Linked DNA regions of Mus musculus: region 1 is linked to region 2. The links are chromatin contacts, called in public HiChIP or PLAC-seq maps. All regions are on one chromosome and are shown on one strand. The core of a region is the stretch at or near the end of the contact, and the rest is flanking DNA. Distances in the headings are between cores, read along the strand shown. Region 1 has its middle 42 kb from the start of Gm39849. Region 2 overlaps 6430710C18Rik (RIKEN cDNA 6430710C18 gene).

Region 1 (2,700 bases), core at 18-2,517, 150 kb after region 2:
TCAATCACGAATTTAGAAAATGTTCAACGTGGAGAGCTTTTGGGACCTGCCTTCTAGGAATTTGGCAAGAACTTGACATTGGGCCAGGACAAGGAAGTAGGCTCAGGCAAGAATTTGACATTGGGCTAAGACAAGGAAGTAGGCTCAAGTTCTTGACTATCTTGATAAGTCCCTGAATACCACAGGACTTTGTTCATTGCCTTGTTTGTTCCTTGACTGTTTTTGTTTATTGCCTTGTTTGTTCCTTGACCTAGTTCTTACCTTATTCTTTGCACATCCTTAGTATAAAAGCAGACTGGACAAAATAAACCTGCTTCTGCTTCTGCTTCAGCACAGGTTGGAGTCATGTTACAGTGTTCTCTAATCGTCTTTCTCTTTTCAGTCCTCACTCCCTCCCTCGTCCCAGTTGGCTGAGCTGGCTTGGTCAGCCCAGCATGCTTGCCTACTGCCTGATCTTATGGAAGCATTATCTCAACTGAAGTCCCCTTCTTGCAGATGATTTGACACAAACCATCCCTCTACAGAAGAAAAACATCCTGGTTGAGAAAGAAATAGATTCCATAGTTGGAACATTGATCCAAATTCCAACATTTCCAAATTCCTAGAAGGCAAGCCCCAAAAGCATGTACTATTTTAAACCAGAAAATACTGAGGTGTCTGTATTTAGCTTTTCAATTTTAAATTCTTCTCCAGACCTCAAATAATCTATTTAGTAGGGTTAGAAATAAGATGAGATCATTTATATATTTGAAAAGAGCAAGCTCTATAATACTTGTGGGAAGCCACATGTGCCGTTGCAGAGTGGCGCTGGCTACTGCTGGCCACCACGCATAAGTTTGGACAAACAACCAATGTGTACATATGCAGTAAAGCTTTTTGCCAAGTCACTGCCTGGCCCGGGCATGTTAATGAGGTACTGAGAATATAACCAATCAGTTGTGAGGCATGCAAATGAGGTATGTTAATGAGGTTCTGTGAGGTACTGAGAGAGAGTAGCCAATCAGATGAGGAACATGCAAATGAGGCATAGTGCATAACCAATCCGGGTGTGAGACACGCCTCTCCTAAGCAGCACCAGTTCTGGGCTCGGGGTCTCTTTGCCTCTGCAATCAAGCTCTCCCAATAAACGTGTGCAGAAGGATCCTGTTGCAGCGTTGTTCTTGCTGGTCGAGTCGGGCACGCGCAAGAAATACTGTTTTGTTAACAAGTTCAGGAGTCACTGTTTTGGACTGAGCTCTGTGTACTAAGGTCCAATAGACGAGACTAAAAGTCACAATGGGGTCACTGATGCCAAGGCCTCACATTATCAAACGAACCAACCATAAATGAGCTGTTGAGTGGCCTTAAGGGAAAACAGCAGAGGGCGGGGGGGGGGGGGGGGAGGAAAAGAAGGATGAACAGGAAAATGACCAATCCATTTTTTATCATTAATTTCTACTTTGCTCAGTCCTGCTTATCTTTCTCAGTTTATGGAATAGACCTGCTGTTCACTTCTAGAGCCCAAAACAAAACCCACTAAGAGGTTTAAACTTTCATTTCGCATTATCTAAGTAAGCAAGAGGCCAGCAATAATGTCCTAAAGGCTAATTTAGGTTGAAAAAGAGAAAGGAAAGTTCCGTGTAATGAGAAAAGAACAATATTCAGTCAAAAGAACATTTTTCAGTCTGCGTTCACTTTGTTTCCCCCAACTACTAGCTAACCCATTAACAATTCTGAACTAAGGTATCCGTTACTCTCGCACAGGCTGTGGGGCTTTGTATAATTCTGAGATCCTTTCTAAATGCCCCGAGGATAAGAATCCTGCTAGCTGATGAAACTATGTCCAGGTCCCTCCCCTAGAAGGGTCGACTAAGGTGGTAACTCATGAATTTTAGTTTCTAACAAGTGAGGCTGGGACATGGGGAGGGAGGTGGTAGGAAGCAGCAGTGTTTAAGGCAGTGCCTCTCACCTCCTGGGCCTTGGACCACCAGCAGCAATATCCTGTGTGATGAAAATTCTCAGGCTCTGCCCTGCCCTGTGAGCCCGAAAGGCTGGAGGTTGGGTAGCAATCTGGGTTTTCAGTGGGAGAGTGTCTAGTGAGATGAAGGAAAAGTATGCAGCCCAGTAATGCTGAGCCACGAGACTCATGGCCCTTTATACGTCACATATACATACACACCTCTCTTAGATTGATGCTTGTCGCTGGGCGTGGTGGCAAAGGCTTTTAATCACAGCACTTGGGAAGCAGAGGCAGGCAGATTTCTGAGTTCGAGGTCAGCCTGGTCTACAGAGTGAGTTCCAGGACAGCCAGGGCTACACAGAAAAACCCTGTCTCAAAAAACAACAAACAAACAAACAAAAAAGAAAACAACAACAACAAAAAAAAATGTTGCTTGTCGGGCTGGAGAGATGGCTCAGCGGGGAGAGCACCAACTGTTCTTCACATGGTGGCTTGCAACCATCCGTAACAAGACCTGACCCTCTTCTGGAGCATCTAAAGACAGCTACAGTGTACATTACATATATAGAATAAATAAATAAATCTTAAAAAAAAAAAAAGAATGTTGTTGTCAGCTGAGCAATCCTAGCATTCAGGAGGCAGAGGCAGGTGGATATCTGTGTTCAAGGTCAGCCTGGTCTACAGAATGAATTCCAGGGCAGCTAGGGTTACACAGAGAAAGAAACCCTGTCTCAAGAAAATTAATTTGTGTGTGTGTGTGT
Region 2 (2,745 bases), core at 196-2,695:
AGTGAGTGAGGGCACCTAAGAGAGCCATTCACGGGTCACAGCTGTGACCTCTGGCTTCACCCGCCACCCGAGCATTCTGTACAGTATTAAGACACAGAAGCCCCTCCTTGTTCTTCCAATGGTGGGGAAGGTTTATTCTCCAGTCTTTGTCACTTTGTCTAAAAAAACAAAATGATTCCTGTGTCCTCTGCCTGTGTTATCCATTCCCTGAGGTTCAAAGGATGGCATCTTCCCAGTCCCCTCCCCTCTGACCTAACTTAACACAACCAAAATCCTGGTAATATTAGGCAACAGCTAAGGGTGTCTCCCATTGATCCTCAGTAAATCGCCAACAGAGTCCTATGAGATCAGTTCTATTTTTAACTACATTTGGCAGAGGAGGAAATGAAGGCACAGACACACAAAAGACTAGTCTGAACTCACAGAGCCAGAATGTAAGGTAAAATGAGCCTTGTTCACACCAACTCTGACCATCCCACCCCACCCCACCCCACCCCACCCCACCCCACCCCACCCCACCAGTCAGTAGCAATCATGGAAGAAGAAAAGGCAATGCCAGCTTGCTGCGTGGTGAGTATTAGGCTCTGTTCTAAGCACTTAATAGCTAACATCTTTTGGGACTCATACAATACCCAGGATTTGGTTTTATAGGGATTTTGTTGTTTGAGACAGTTTCATGGTGAAGCTCAGGCTGGCCTCAAACTCAAAATCCACCCCCCCCGCCCCCCCCATCCCCCAGGTTCCTGAGTACTAACTAGGACTGTAGGTATATGTCACCACGTGTCAGATTATACTCTTTTTGATAGAGGTGAAGGATCTGCTGTAGAAAAATGTTAAGTATTGTACAAGCTCACAAAGTTCTTGAGTGGTGAAGTCAGCCTCCAAACGAACCTTCTGCCTCTGGATCCCAGACCCCACTATCTCTGTGAGAAGTAGCCTTTGCCTGTGGAGGGCTGGGCACCCAGAGAGAGCGTATGGGGTGCATTGAGAATGCCTGAACACCCCTGATTCCAGTTTGTAGTTATGGTTTTGACTCCATCTGGGACACTATGCTATATCAGCTCAGTATTTTACTCCACATTAACAGAGATTATAGTCTTTAAGGGCCTTTGAGTCTCTACAACCACTAAGATAGCTATCTTTTCTGCCTTTTAAAAAGAAAGGATTCAGACCAGAGCAGAGAGTCTGGTTCAAACTCACGGAGAATCAAAAGAGAGGACCTGTTTCCATCCTTGCCGTCACTCTGCCCTGACTCCACAAAACTCCTGCCAAGATTGCTCAGCGGGGAAAGCAGTGGATTTCCAGTCTAAACTCATGGGCCTTTGCCGTTCTCAAGGAGAGAGATCTACTTCCTGTTCACATCCCTGTACTCAGGAAGAGGCCACAGCCCATTTCCCTGGGGTTTCTGAGAAGACAATACATAGTGTAGGCAGCACCTGGTCCAGTAAGCCCAGCTGACAGGTTCCAGCCAAAGCTTACTCCTTGCAGTCAGACCTGTTTGAAGTTTACTGCAGGGTCATGGATAAGATAAGGAGTTTTAAAATAAATGCGATGAAAGGTAGGGATCAAAGGTCACACCTGTCACCTGCTAAGAAGGCGATTGTCAACAAAGTCTGTGAAGACAGACACAGATAAACTTCCTGGCAAACATCCCAGAAAGCAAAAGGCCCCTTGCCAACAATTTCTCATGAAATCTCAATTCCTGGAATCACCAACACTATCAAATTACTTCTGTGTGGTAAAATGTAGTGAGCCTTTATGAGAAGGAATAGCAAGCCCTGGCTGCTGCAGATATGCCAACGAAAGCAGGGACATCTTGATAAGACTGTTTGGGGTATATAACACACACACTGCGATTAATGGATGGAGAGATGCTCTAATTTAAACGCTTTTCAATATAAAACATGGTACAACGAAACACCATGATCAAAAAACAAATTAGAGAGGAGAGGGCTTATTTGGCTCACATTTCCACATTGTAGTCTATCAATGAAGGAAGCCAGGACAGGAACTCAAGCAAGAGGCAAGAGCTGAAGCAAAAGCCATAGATGGGTGCTGCTTACTGACTTGCTCTGCCTGGCTTGCTCAGCTTGCTTTCTTATAGAATCCAGGACTAAAAGCCCAAAGGTGGCACCACCCACAATGGGCTGGGCCTTCCCCTACCAATCACTAATTTAGAAAATGCTCTACAGTCTGACCCACAGCCTGACCTTATGGAGACATTTTCTCAATCGAGGTTCCCTCCTTTCAGATGTCTCTATACAGTTTCAAACTGATGTAAAACTGGCCGGGACAGATGCAGTGTGCCTATTGCTAAAGAATTTGTTACTTTGTGAACCTGTGGAGCTCAGTCAAGGTTCAAGGGGTGCTCATTTTCATGCTTAGCACCCCACCTTTGCCGCCATGTCTCTCCTTTAAGTGCATATGCTAGGAACAGCTAGTTGATGTGGTATTTTTATTGTCATTATTTTGTAATTGAAAAATAAATAATTCTGAACATAATGGTGATAGAATAGATTTTTTTTCCCCTTCAAAACTCTTCAGAATAAACAAGCCACACCACACGGGTAGCTATGCATGGCCCTTTCTCCTAGTATTGCACAGACGTAGCCTTCTTGAGAAGGCTTCTTATCATACTGGACTCTGGTCCAAAGGATGAGGCCTTATGTTTTTTATCACTTCACTTATTTGGGAAGGGTGTGCTTAGGTGACACAGAGAAAGTACAGAGGTCAGAGGACTGCTTG

The links. HiChIP or PLAC-seq counts read pairs in DNA pulled down with a chosen protein or histone mark.
Region 1: an H3K27ac HiChIP or PLAC-seq map of hepatocytes shows a contact between it and region 2, with 4 times the contacts expected there. The contact joins two enhancer-like sites. A contact is called at or near these places in 5 of 484 Hi-C or Micro-C datasets (liver and reprogramming fibroblasts), 7 of 115 datasets of contacts at active chromatin or transcription factors (differentiating embryonic stem cells, embryonic stem cells, fibro-adipogenic progenitors and 3 more) and 1 of 9 other capture datasets (embryonic stem cells).

The regions. Positions count from the first base shown.
Region 1 is chr2:72,902,279-72,904,978 of GRCm38.p6, forward strand. No RefSeq gene overlaps it. Among named protein-coding and RNA genes, the nearest start is that of Gm39849, 42 kb to the left of the region's middle. Within about 2 kb of position 1,268, at least 9 of the 459 cell types and tissues checked have an H3K27ac peak or open chromatin away from gene starts, as enhancers often do. A contact at or near this core is called in hepatocytes, where this site is marked.
Region 2 is chr2:72,751,331-72,754,075 of GRCm38.p6, forward strand. The region is part of intron 4 of 6430710C18Rik (RIKEN cDNA 6430710C18 gene); the gene reads right to left. Among named protein-coding and RNA genes, the nearest start is that of Gm46747, 11 kb to the right of the region's middle. Within about 2 kb of position 1,446, at least 47 of the 459 cell types and tissues checked have an H3K27ac peak or open chromatin away from gene starts, as enhancers often do. A contact at or near this core is called in hepatocytes, where this site is marked.